4 separate regions of the Mus musculus genome follow, and regions 1, 2 and 4 are each linked to region 3. Evidence: chromatin contacts called from public HiChIP or PLAC-seq and promoter capture Hi-C data. All regions are on one chromosome and are shown on one strand. Each heading gives the region's core, a stretch centred on a gene start, on an enhancer-like site or on the middle of the called end of the contact. The rest is flanking DNA. Distances are from core to core; before and after follow the strand shown. Region 1 holds the start of Onecut3 (one cut domain, family member 3). Region 2 holds the start of Tcf3 (transcription factor 3). Region 3 holds the start of Btbd2 (BTB (POZ) domain containing 2). Region 4 holds the start of Oaz1 (ornithine decarboxylase antizyme 1).

Region 1 (2,822 bases), core at 168-2,667, 160 kb after region 3:
GATGCAGACCCCGGGTCAGCCTCAGAGGCTACAGTTTCCCCCCTCTAGGCTGGCAGGACGCACTAGCCAAGGTCCTTCATCCTGTGCCAACCATGTCCCCCAGGATCGAGCCTCAGGGGCCCTTGTCCCTACCTGCCAGGCGCAGCGCCGACATGCGCTGGAACTCCGGCTCCTGCAGCCACTTCCACATCCTGCGGAAGGTCTCGCGGCCGGATTTGAGCTTGCTCCAGGGCTTCGGGTTGCGCAGCAGGTCGGAGAGCGTGCCCTGCGAGCGGCACAGGATGCGCTGCGCGAAGATGGCCTGCGGGATGCTGTAGCGCTTCAGCTCGGCGGTGATGCGCTGGGCCACCTCTTTGGTGTTGATCTCTTCGGCTGCAGCGCCGGCTCCCGGGCCGCCGCTGCCGCCGCCAGCGCCACCGCCCCCTCCGGGGCCACCGCCGCCTGAGTGAGGCCCGTGCGCCCCGGCCGCAGCCAGCCCGCCCAGCGGAGCCAGCAAACCCGCGGCCGCCCCGCCGGCCGCCCCGCCGCCTCCCGCGCCGCCGCCGCCTCCAGGCAGCCCTCGGGCCAGCGCGTCCTCTGCGCGCCCCAGAAGCGCCGCGTGTGGCTCGAAGGCGGCAGGTGGCAGTAGTTTGTCCCCGGCCAGGTGGCCCGGAGCCCCGTAAGCGGCGAGCGGTGGCGGCGGCGGCGGCTGCGGGGCGCTGTGCAGAGCGGGGGGCAGCGCGCTGGGCAGCGGCGACAGTGGCGACCCCATGGTGGGCAGCTCCTTGCCATAAGGCCCGTAGAGGTGGCCCACCGAGGCCAGCGCCGCCCGCTCGTCGCGCATGAGGGTGAAGCTGCCGCTCACGCTGGCCGCCAGGCGCTGCGGAGGGGGCGGTGGCGGCGCGGTGGCCGGGTGAGGGTGAGCGTGTGGATGGCCTCCGTGCGCCCCAGCCACCGCGTGCTGGTGGAACTTATCGGCCACGGCGGCCAGCGGCGGCAGGTGCTGCAAGGGCGTGAGCGTGGTGTAGGTGCCACCCAAACCTGGGGCCTCGCACGCCATACCCATGGCCGGGTGCAGGGGGCCAGCCAGCTCCCCACGGAAGTCAGGGCCACCACCCGCGGCCCCTGCAGCCCCCGCGCCCCCGGCGCCCCCGCCCCCGGCGCCACCACCGTCCAGCAGGCTAGCCATGCCGGCCACCAGGCCTGGGCGCCCCGATGCCACTAGGCTTCGGTGTTGGGCCGCGGCGGAGCGCGCGTGGCCCGGGCTCAGCAGCTCGCCGGCTTGCGCGTGTGTCACCCCGTGCAGCCCCCCGAGGCTCTCCAAGCTCAACTCCATCCTGGGTGTCCTCTTCGTGTGTGCTCAAGGCCGCAGCATGGTCCCCACGCACTGGCCGACGCTCCTGGTGGCGGCGGCTGCTACTGTCCCGCTTGTTCAGTGCTCTCGCTCGGCTTCGGCTGCTGCGAGCAGCGGCCACCAGGATGTGGCGGGGCGGCCGCCGCCGGCGCCCCGGCCCGGGTCTGACGTCAGCGCCCCCGCCCATCGCTCCGCCTGCACCCGCCAAACCCCTTGGAGCACCAGGCTGGCTTCTTGGGTCTCCCCATTCTCCTTGCCCTGAGAAGAACCTGAGGGATTGGGGTGGGGGACCGCTAGTCCTGGCTCTGTGTGAGTGTGAGTGAGTGTGTGTGTGTGTTCTCATATCAGCGTCTTTGATTCTCTGTCCTGTACATTCCCCCTTCTGCCCCTACCCGCCCCCAGTTCCTGAAGTGTGGCTACAAACGCCCCCCAACTCTGTTGACACTCTCAGAAAGATGGGCTGTTTTCCCCGTATGCACACAAAGATTTCAAAACCTCTTTTGGGATGAAGTGGGGCTATTAGTAGGTCCCCAGAACAATCACACATTGGCCTCAAGCACAAGGAAAAGCAGGCATTTGGGCATTTGGGCCTCTGTTTCTTCAATTGTGCAATGTAATTGCCCTGCAGAAATCTTTCTTAACAGGGACTTTAGTGGTTTTTAGGCCCAGGATTGGGAAGACAGAGGCAGGTGGATCGTTAATTTGGAGGCTAGCCTGGTCTATGTAGCAAGTTCCAGTCAGGCAAGGGCTTTATAGTGAGTCTTTGCATCAAAGCAAACATAAATTCCTCCAAGGTCCGGTGTAGTGGCACATGCCTTTAATCTCGGCACTTGGGAGGCAGAGGCAGGTGGATTTCTGAGTTCAAGGTCAGCCTGGTCTACAGAACTGGATTCAAGGACAGTCAGGGCTACACATGGAAAAGATGACAGAGAGGGGGGGAAGAGAGAGGGGAAAATTCCTCCTAAGTCCCGTGTAATTGGCTACTTCCTGTCCCCAATATCTCTGGGGTCTAAGGATGTCTTGTCTGAGACTGGTCATCTCTAGACCAGCTTGGGTTTGGGGTTTTTTTTTTTTTTTCAGACTGAGATAGCTAGCCTAGGATCTCTCTCTCTCTCTCTCTCTCTCTCTCTCTCTCTCTCTCTCTCTCTCTCTCTCTCTCTCCCTTTCCCACCTGCAGACAGTGAAGGGGGACAGAAGGGGTACATGGATGGCACCCTACAGGCACAAAGCACCTGGGAACAAGACCCCTTGGGTTTGTGGAGAAGAGATTACCGATTACCAGGGTGGCCATGCCAGACTCTGGGGGGACCTTGTGTTAGGAGGGTGTCTTCACTCAGCCTCAGCCCCTGCCTCCCTTGCCCTGCTCACTGCCAGGGAGGGTTATTGGCATTTGTTCTGGAGCTTGAGTCACCCATGGGCTCTGACGCTCACTCAAGGGATGCCCCCACCAATGGCTTGGGCTATCAGGCTGGAAACAAAGCAAACCAAG
Region 2 (3,114 bases), core at 139-2,638, 220 kb after region 3:
TGAGGGAGAGGGAGCAGGCAGCTACACTAGGGATCCTCTTTGCTGCCTGACCTGGACACCCACTGTGCCATGCACCTTTCTGCTGTGTTCATTGGGCTGTGAGCCCCAGTGAGCTGTGAAGACTGAGCAGAAGCTAGGCGCGAGGGACATATTGTCTCTACAACCCTCAGGGAGAGGCAGGGTCTCACTGGACAGCCTTAGCTGGCTGGCTTGCAACTTGCTTTATATAACCGGCTAGCCTCAAACTCAAACAAAGAGCTCCTCCTGCCTCCCAAGAGCTGGGATTAAAGGCATGGGCCACCACACCTGGCCTCATTATGTGTTTTTCTTTTTTAAATTTATTTTATCATATATTATATCCCAATCTCAGTTTACCCTCTCTCCTCTCAGTACCCCTCCCGCCCTCGTTGTTTCGTTGTTCTTTCTTTCTTTCTTTCTTTCTTTCTTTCTTTCTTTCTTTCTTTCTTTCTTTCGAGACAGTGATTCTTGGATAGCCTTGGCTATCCTGGAACTCACTCTGTAGACCAGGATGGCCTTGAACTCACAGAGATCTGCTTGCCTCTGTCTCCCCAGTGCTGGGATTAAAGTGCCGCCACCTCCTGGCATTTTTTATTATATGCACCACGAAACACCTATTTTCAAAAGACGGAAAAGTTGACCAATGTGGAGGTCCTTCAGCAAGAGAGAGAATGATCCATCGTTTCCTAGCCTCTCATTAAGGATCTGATATCCCATCCCGACTTTGATATACCCGCTCGAACACATAACACCCAGAGCCCATCCTAGAAACTCAAATAGAACCCACTTGACGTGGCGGCGCCGGCGGGCATAAGAACCCGAAAATAAAATCTCAAACCCCGCCCTTCCACCGCCTTCCCGTTGAGTTTCTCGCGGCCTCTTGCTCTGAGAATCCCGCCTCTGCTGTAGGGCGGGAACGCAGATGATACTTCGCAATAAATGGTTTGAGTTCTGCCAATCTAACCTCTCCACCTTCCCATTGGTTATTTGTAGCGGTCCTTATCTTTCAATCTAATGGTCCTTCCCGCTTGCGTCAAGGACGCTTCGCTCAGTGCGTGTATACCGCCGCGTAGGAAGATAGTTCCTAAGTCTTTCCCTCGGTTTGATAGAGACTATCTCTGCCGGAAGTACTTTAGTATTAGATACGGGTTGATTCTTGGTGTCATGGTAATCTTTGTGGGTGTTCTGGCAGTGACTGTTGTGAGGTGGTGTATGTTACTATCGCCTCAAGAGGTAGTGGAGGGATCTGTGTATCCGGTCGGGGCGCGGCTGCAGCGACTTAGGGGAGGTGGCTTTTGGCGACAGTGGGCGTGGTCACTTGGGGGCGTGGCTTCCGCGGGCGGCGCGGGGCGGGGTGGGGGGGCGGAACATGTCTCCCGCCGCAGGAAGATGAGGCAGCGCCGGCGGCTGCGGGCGTAGCGGGCCACCGCGGGCCACCGCCGCGCGCCGCCGCCTCTGCTACAGTCCCTTCCCGCGGGGCCTGCTCTGAGAGAAGCTCGAGAGAGACCAGGCGACGCGAACGCGAGTGGGGAGGAGGAAGGACGCGCGACCCCGAGCCCTGCGCGCTCCCGCCGCCCACGCGCGACCCTCGGGGACGCGCCCGCCACCCTTTTGTCCCCGGGGTCCCCGAGGGCGGTGGGCAGCAGGGAGCCCCGGTGCACCCGGTGCATGCCCCCGCCCAGCAGGTGAGCGCACGCGGAGGGGCCCCGGACGCGCGCGTGGGGCTCACGGGGACGCGCGCACGGTGGGGACCCCCCCCCTCTGCTTAGTGCATGAGAAAAAAAAAGTTGCCTCTGGGTCTCTCTCGGGTCCGCGGGGAGGCTAGGGCTGGGGTGAGCCCCCGGGGGAGTGTGCACGCGTCCCCCTTGCACAGGGCCCCGGGCCCGGCGGCGCATTGTTCTCTGTCTTCAACTTTGCGCGCCTGGAGAGGGGGGCGACGTGGAGGGGACGCGCGCACTTGAGAGCAAACTTTGCCCAGGCCTCTTTTGTGACGGTTCTCTGTGGACGGTCACCCAACTTCATCAGATAGGAATTCTCCAACTCGTGGGGATCTTAGGGGAGGTGTTCCCTTTCCATCTGCCCTTAGAGAGGGGGTCCTCCTGATCGGAGCTGGAGTTTGGAGGGAAGAGAGAGGGCCACCTCCTCATTCCATTAGCTAGTGGTTCCACAACTCGTGGTTATCTTAGGGGAGGTGTCCCCTTATCACCCACCTTCACCTCTTCACTTGAGGTGTCCCCTTGATCCTAGTGGAGTTTGGAAGGCTGAGGATTATATCGCACTCCACAATTTAGAGTTCCTAATTCTTGGGGATTTTGTGGGAGGTGTCCCTTTCCAACCCACCCCCACCCAGGGAAGTCTCCAAATCTCCATCCAAACTGGAATTTGGAAGGAAGAGTGAACCCAATATCTTCACCTCGTTAACTTGGGGTTCCCCAACTCCTGGAGATCTTGGAAGACCCCCCCTGCCACTTAAGGATGCCCCCCCCCCGATTTAAACTGGAGTTTGGAGGAAAGAGAGCAAGTCCTTTTGTCTGCTACAAGAAAGGGATCTCTGGGTACAGAGAAGGAGGGGAGACACAGGGACCCCGAGATGGGAACATCTGCTCTGTGTTAATGTGGGGCGCGGCACAGCTCAGGGTTTGGGACACGATGGTGGCCTCTGCGAGCCTCAGAACTTCCAACCTTCCTCCTCCCGCAGTGGCTGCTGGAATGGGGGAGGGAGGAGAAGGGGGGGGTCATCCCCAATTCTGCTTCCCTACCCCCAATCCAAGATGACCCAGGTTGTCCCATTCCTCCCCTCCCAAGAGTGTTTGTGGCACCCGCCCCCACTGGAGCAGTGTTTCACCTCTCCTGGGGTTACCCAGAAAAATCGGTTTCAAATACCCCACAAAAAAAGTGTGGTTTCGTACAACTTAGAAGAAGAAGAAAAGAGTCAGTTTCACACATCCTCCAAAAAGGATGAAAAAAAAAAAAGACAAAAAGCAGTGGGGGCGGGGTGCCCGAGGTGCCTGTTTCACACCCTGTGTGAGTTGACAAACAAAAGAGTTGGGGTTCCTGAGCTTCTGGACGTGGGTCTTCCCTCAACCCCAGAATCGC
Region 3 (3,064 bases), core at 427-2,926:
TTTGGCTACAAATAACAGAAAAACAGAGCAGACTTGCCCAGAACAGTAAAGACATTTATTAGCTGTCAGGACAAAAGGCCCTGAGCTATTGCGGCTTGCAGGCAAGGCCTGATCCAGGCTGTTGAAATCTGTTTGGATGGTTTATCCTCGTGCTAGGATTCTTTCTTCACTTTTATTGGTCCCTCTGCTGAGCCTGTTTCCAGATGAGATTCGTGAGACTCAGGACTAAGCCAGTCAGTCCCTGTTAATTAACCTGTGGAAACAAAGCTTGCCCTCCTTCCTCTCTTCCCCTTCTGCCTCCCTGAGTAGCTTTGTCCACCTTTGAATTTGTGATCCTCCTGCCTCAGGCTCCCAGTGCTAGGATGGCAGGTGTTGCCCACCATGCCCAGATACATAGTAATTCCTGCCCCTCCTCCAGTCTCTCCTTCCTCAGGCCTGGCCTGTCCTCTCCTCCTCTTTGTACCTTACCCCTCACTCCACTTCTTTCCCTTTCTGGGTTCACAGTCTAGTTTGGGCTCTTTTTATTATGGTTATTATTATTATTATTATTATTATTTTTTTTTTTTTGAGACAGAGTTTCTCTGTGTAGGCTGTCCTGGAACTCACTCTGTAGACCAGACTGGCCTAGAGCTCAGAAATTCGCCTGCCTCTGCCTCCAAAGTGCTGGGATTAAAGGAGCGCGCCATCACTGCCCAGCTAGTTTGGGTTCTTAATGTCCTACAGCCTAAGGCAGAGCCGGGATTGGCTAGGTTCAGGGGCTCAGGAGCATTGTGTGGGTGGGATCAAGGGCCTGAGACCTCAACATCCTCACTTCCTTCTGTTCCTCTCCGTTTCTCCTAACCTTCCCGCATTCACCATCTTCAAAGGCCTGTCCTTCTTCCTTTTTCCCTCCATCCCTATTCCTCTGTCGGCTTCCATCTAGACCCTGTGGCCCCGCCCTCTAGCCCCGGGGTGCTCAGATGCACCACGCCCCTTCACCTCAAGTCTGGGCCTCTTTCCTCCACTGTGTGATCTCCTCCTCCTCCTCCCCTCCCCTCCCCTCCCCTCCCCATGCTGTCTTTCCTGCTTCTTTCCTCTGTCTGTCCTTTACCTCTCCATGCCTTCCCTGCCTCTCCTCATCCTTCTCCTCCTGCCCTTGCTCGAATCCAGGGATGGCCTGCGCCTCCATGGCCCGGACTACCTCCCCTACCTCCTGTCTCTGCTCCTCCCCCGTTACCACATCCTTCTCTTTCCTCCCATTCAACCCCTCCTGTTGCCCTCCTCTCTGTCCCAGTATCCATTTCTCCCTCTCATTTCTCTCGGTCCCTTTTTCCTCTGTTTCCCCTTCTCCTTCCTCCTCTGGCATTTCGGGGCCCTCCTCTTCCTTGTCTCACCAATCCTGGGCCTAGCCCTGCCACGCCCATCCTCCCTCCCCTCCTCTCTACGCTCACAATCGCTTCTCCATCTTCCTCTCCTCCCTCCCTCCCTCTCTCCCTCCCCGTTTCCCTTTCCAATCCATCCTCCTCCCTAGCCTTGCCCTTTCTTCCCCCTTCCCGTCCTCCCGTTGGCTCCTCCCTTTTTGTCTCCTCCCCTCGCCCCTCTCAGGTCTCGGCTCTCTTTAGCCCCGCCCCTCCCTTCCTCCTCTCAAACGCCCCGCCCCATGACCACGCCCTCCGTGGCTCCGCCCCCGCGCCGCAGCGACAAGATGGCGGCGGGCGGCAGCGGGCGCGCGTCTTGCCCGCCGGGGGTCGGGGCCGGCGCGGGCAGCCTGGGTCCCAGTGCTAACGCGGCCGCCGCCCCCAGCAACGCCGCTGCCTGCGCCCCGGTGCCTCCGCCGCCCCCGTCCCCGCCGCCTGGGCCCGGGACTGACGCGCAGGCCGTGGGCGACGAGCGCGACGACGCGGGCCCAGGCGCGCTGCTGCGCGAGCCCGTGTACAACTGGCAGGCCACCAAGCCCACGGTGCAGGAGCGCTTCGCCTTCCTCTTCAACAACGAGGTGCTGTGCGACGTGCACTTCCTGGTGGGCAAGGGGCTCAGCTCGCAGCGCGTCCCCGCGCACAGGTGGGCCGCCGGGACGCGCCCGGACCCTGCAACCCCAGACCCTGCATCCCCAGACCCTGAACCCCACCCAGACCCTGCACCCCAGGAACCAGCACCCTGAAACCCTGCGCCCTACCCGGGACCGTTCATCACAGACCATGCACTCCACCTGGACCCCGCACACTCTAAACCCCGTAGTCCACTCAGAGCCTGCACCCCCCCATTCTGTTCCCCCACCCGGATCCTGCACTTCACCTGGACCCCGCACCCCATGAACCAGCACCTTAGAACCCTGCACTCAAGACCTTGAACTCCACCCAAGACTGCACCTCAGACCTGCACCCCTATCCAGGCCCTGCATCCCAGGATCCTGCATCCCAAATCCTGCAGTCAGACCTTGCAGTCTGCTTGAACCCTTCATCCCAACCCTAATCCCAAGAGCCTGGACTGCACCCAGATTCTTTATTCCTAGATATTGCACCCCAGACCTTGCATCCTAGAACCCTGCACCCCAAGAATCTGCATTCCACCCAGGATCATGTACCTCAGACTCTACACCCCACCCAGACCTTTCACCACCCCTGGACCCTGAATCTGGAGCCTCAGGCTCTTACCTTAGGATTCCTGACCCCTTCACCTGAACCTGGTTCCCACAACCCCCTTCCCCCACAGTGTACTTCCTAAACATGGGAACCTGGAGGTTCTGTTGGGTCCTGCCTGCCTTGAACCTGGTTCTAGGGCCATTTCATTTTATCCTTAGGTTCTGCTCCGTTCTATCCTGGATCCTCTCTGCTCTCTGAATCCATTAGTCACCCCAACATTCCTCCAGCTTATCCAGTTCTAGGGCCCCCTCCGTCCCCACCCATGACCCCTTAGATCCCCTTCTTACCCCATGTTCACACCTCACACCATCTAACCTACTGGCCCCATCAGAGACCCTTGCCTCTTGTTCCTCCAGCACTGGGCTTCCAGCCTGTCTGAGCCATCACCCCCAGACCTCACCATGGCCACGATGAGTTGAGCTCTTTGGGAGTGGGCAAGGGTC
Region 4 (2,833 bases), core at 139-2,638, 170 kb before region 3:
CCTCCCTTCACACCAGGTCACTCGCTCCTTCCTACCCTCTGGTCAGCAGCTACCAGTGACCCCAAAGTTCTACCTCACTAACTACTCATGCTCTAGAGTCAGACAACCCCAAGTCTCCTCTCTTCCCTACTGCCACTCTATAGGTGTCTGCACAGCCTATATCCAAAGTTCCTACCACCTATATCGACGCCCTTCCCAAACCAGTCCCCATTCTGAACCCTTCAAGTGATACCCTCCATCCCACCCACTGCAGACTTTTAACTGCCAAGTGGACCAGGGATTAAGGTCACCTCACATCATACTCACCACACCACACCACCTCCATGTCCTCCAACATAGCTCTGTGAGCCCCCAAGCCTGACCACTTCCAAGGTCCTAATTCTGACCCAAATCCCTCCAAAGTATTAGAGCCCTCAACACGCAATCACTAAATCCAACCTAAACCTCATCCCAGCTTCCCCACCTGTGACTTCCTAAACCGACACAAGCTTCTTTCTCAACACCCCAAATCTGATCCCATACTCTCCCACCAAGAAATGAGTCCTCAACATGTACCCAAGAATATAATAGGATTCCTCCCCAACAGCACCCAAAATCCCAGTATTCTGCAAAGAACTCCAAACACCGGGACGAGCCCCACCTCTACATAGCATACGATTTATTACCCAAACGCCCTACAGGTAACCACAAACACTTCGCCACCTGACATTAGAACTAGCTCACATATCCGAGAGGCAGACCCCAAATTCGAGTCTCCAATCTCTTCTCAGATCCCTCCCCAAATCTTAGGCTCAACTCACAACCCCCGAATCCGATTCGAACCCAAAATCGAATCCTACATTTTCGCGAAATGTTCCCGGTCCTCCAATCAAACCAAACCCTATTCCTCAACCTGAGACTCCCTAATTCCACTCGAATCCCAAATCCGAGTCCGCGACCCGCTCCACAGGCCCCGCCCCGCCCCGCCCCGCCCCCTGCGCGATTGTGGCCGCCACAAAGGGGCGGATCTCGCGCTGCCGAGACTTATCTGGCGCCGGAGGCCGACCCCGCTCCGGGCCTGCGCGTCCTGCGCTGCCCTCTGGGGCCTACGCGGACGCTGTTTCTGGAAGGTTCGCGGCGGCGGGGGCAGGGCTCTCACCTCTCGCTGCTGCAGCCGCCGCGGCTGTGCTGACTAAGAAGCGGCATGGTGCGGCTGGCGTGAAGCGTGGCGCTGCGTTTGTCCCCTTCCTTCTCTCTGGCGAAGCAGTGGCTGTTGAGGATCCGCTGCAGGGAGGATTTCACCATCCGGCCGCTGGGGTCCGAAACCAGCAAAAACCTCCGCTGCACTTCCCGCGCCGCCGCCGCTGCTCGCCGTTCGCAAAATGGCGCCGGCGCCGACGCCCACTTTTATATGCGTCGTCACGGCAGGCCACGCCCCCACACGCAGGCGTAAACGCAGCAGTGTGAGGCGACGGAGGAACGGGGTGGGGCCACAGTGGCAGCCCAAGGAAAAACCAAATGCGTCCCACCTACTCCGGCTTCTGATTGGCGAGAGTAAAAAGACAGACAGAAGGTTTCCGTTGATGATTAGTTGGCGATAGGAGAATCCCGGCCCCGCGTGTTTGCGTCACTCTGTGGGAGGGAAGACAGAAAAGCCAGACGCGTCCCGCCCCTACAAGGCTCTGATCGGTCAATGTAGAAAAACGGACGTATTGGCCCCTTTGAGGATTGGTTGGAGTTCTGACAAGCCCGCCCTCGAGGCTTTATGACGTGAGGCGGAGGCGGGGCTTCTGTAGTCGCCTCCAGGACGTAAACCCCCATCTAGCCCAGGCCTCAAGGCTAGGACTCTGCGCCTCCTCTAGTACCTGTGGCCCTTCAGTTTTGTCATCTGTCATCCTTTCCATCTTAACCATTATGGTCCCACTCATGGGACGCCCCGCTCCGGGAAGACTGTCAGGACATAACTGTCAAGGGTACCTGAGGCTGACCTAGGCGGTTTGCTTGGTGCCCATCCCCCACGCGGCAAAATTATTCTAATGACCTTGTAATAATGGGTAATAGATTGGGACTCTTTGTTTTAAAAGCAACTTGCTATTTAAAAGAAAATCTGTCAAAAGTTAAGTATCCCAATCTAGAGAAGTATTTTATGTCAAATTGGAATTTAAACAACTTTTCTCATAGACTCAGCTTGAAGGTTTCCTTCATCCCAACCCCCCCTCCCCCGCCGCCGCCGCTTTTTTGTTGTTGTATTTTGATTTTTGTTTTTTGAGACAGGGTTTCTCTGTTTGCCTGCCTCTGCCTCCCAAGTGCTGGGATCAAAGGCGTGCGCCATCACTGCCCTGCTTACAATTTATTCTTAAAGAATTTCGTATTCTTTTTCTCTTTATGGGTTTTTTGTTGTTGTTGTTTTGTTTTGTTTTGTATGTTTTGTTTTTGAGACAGGGCTTTTCTGTGTAGCCCTGGATGTCCTGGAACTTACTCTATAAACTAAGCTACCCTCAAACTCAGAGATCTGCCTGACTCTGCCAGCTGAGTGTTGGGATTAAAGGCCTGTGGCACCACACCCTGCTCTTTCTCTCTCTCTCTCTCTCTCTCTCTCTCTCTCTCTCTCTCTCTCTCTCTCTCTCTCTCTCTCTCTCTCTCTCTCTCTCAAGATTTACTTATTTTATTTATATGAGTACACTGTTGTTGTTTCTGGTCTTCAGACACAGACCAGAAGAGGGTGTGAGATCCCATTATAGATGGTTGTGAGCCACCACGTGGTTGCTGGAAATTGAACTCAGGACCTTTGGAAGAGCAGTCAGTACTCTTAATCTCTGAGCCATCTCTCCAGCCCCCTCTAATTCTCTTTTTT

What was found. Promoter capture Hi-C pulls out the DNA fragments that hold promoters and counts their contacts. HiChIP or PLAC-seq counts read pairs in DNA pulled down with a chosen protein or histone mark.
Region 1: a contact with region 3 is called in a FOXA1 HiChIP or PLAC-seq map of pancreatic cancer cells. The contact joins the promoter of Onecut3 here to the promoter of Btbd2 in region 3. A contact is called at or near these places in 1 of 484 Hi-C or Micro-C datasets (nephron progenitors), 3 of 115 datasets of contacts at active chromatin or transcription factors (embryonic stem cells and pancreatic cancer cells) and 3 of 9 other capture datasets (adipose tissue, liver and pancreatic islet).
Region 2: a contact with region 3 is called in an H3K4me3 HiChIP or PLAC-seq map of embryonic stem cells, with 2.8 times the contacts expected there. The contact joins the promoter of Tcf3 here to the promoter of Btbd2 in region 3. A contact is called at or near these places in 4 of 39 promoter capture datasets (hippocampal neurons, liver, neural stem cells and 1 more), 10 of 484 Hi-C or Micro-C datasets (B cells, the P5424 cell line, bone marrow-derived macrophages and 3 more), 11 of 115 datasets of contacts at active chromatin or transcription factors (the SCID.adh cell line, embryonic forebrain, embryonic stem cells and 3 more) and 3 of 9 other capture datasets (adipose tissue, liver and pancreatic islet).
Region 4: a contact with region 3 is called in a promoter capture Hi-C map of embryonic stem cells. The contact joins the promoter of Oaz1 here to the promoter of Btbd2 in region 3. A contact is called at or near these places in 4 of 39 promoter capture datasets (the 3T3-L1 cell line, the SN4741 cell line, embryonic stem cells and 1 more), 1 of 484 Hi-C or Micro-C datasets (muscle stem cells), 2 of 115 datasets of contacts at active chromatin or transcription factors (the SCID.adh cell line and microglia) and 2 of 9 other capture datasets (adipose tissue and liver).

Annotation. Positions count from the first base shown.
Region 1 is chr10:80,493,501-80,496,322 of GRCm38.p6, reverse strand. It overlaps Onecut3 (one cut domain, family member 3), which reads right to left and starts at 1,417. Exons shown (of 2, transcript NM_139226.3): 1 at 133-1,417. The coding sequence starts at 1,315.
Region 2 is chr10:80,431,909-80,435,022 of GRCm38.p6, reverse strand. It overlaps Tcf3 (transcription factor 3), which reads left to right and starts at 1,388. Exons shown (of 19, transcript NM_001164149.2): 1 at 1,388-1,703.
Region 3 is chr10:80,655,106-80,658,169 of GRCm38.p6, reverse strand. It overlaps Btbd2 (BTB (POZ) domain containing 2), which reads left to right and starts at 1,676. Exons shown (of 9, transcript NM_145361.3): 1 at 1,676-2,040. The coding sequence starts at 1,685.
Region 4 is chr10:80,825,211-80,828,043 of GRCm38.p6, reverse strand. Oaz1 (ornithine decarboxylase antizyme 1) reads right to left here and starts at 1,388. Exons shown (of 5, transcript NM_008753.4): 1 at 1,139-1,388. The coding sequence starts at 1,284.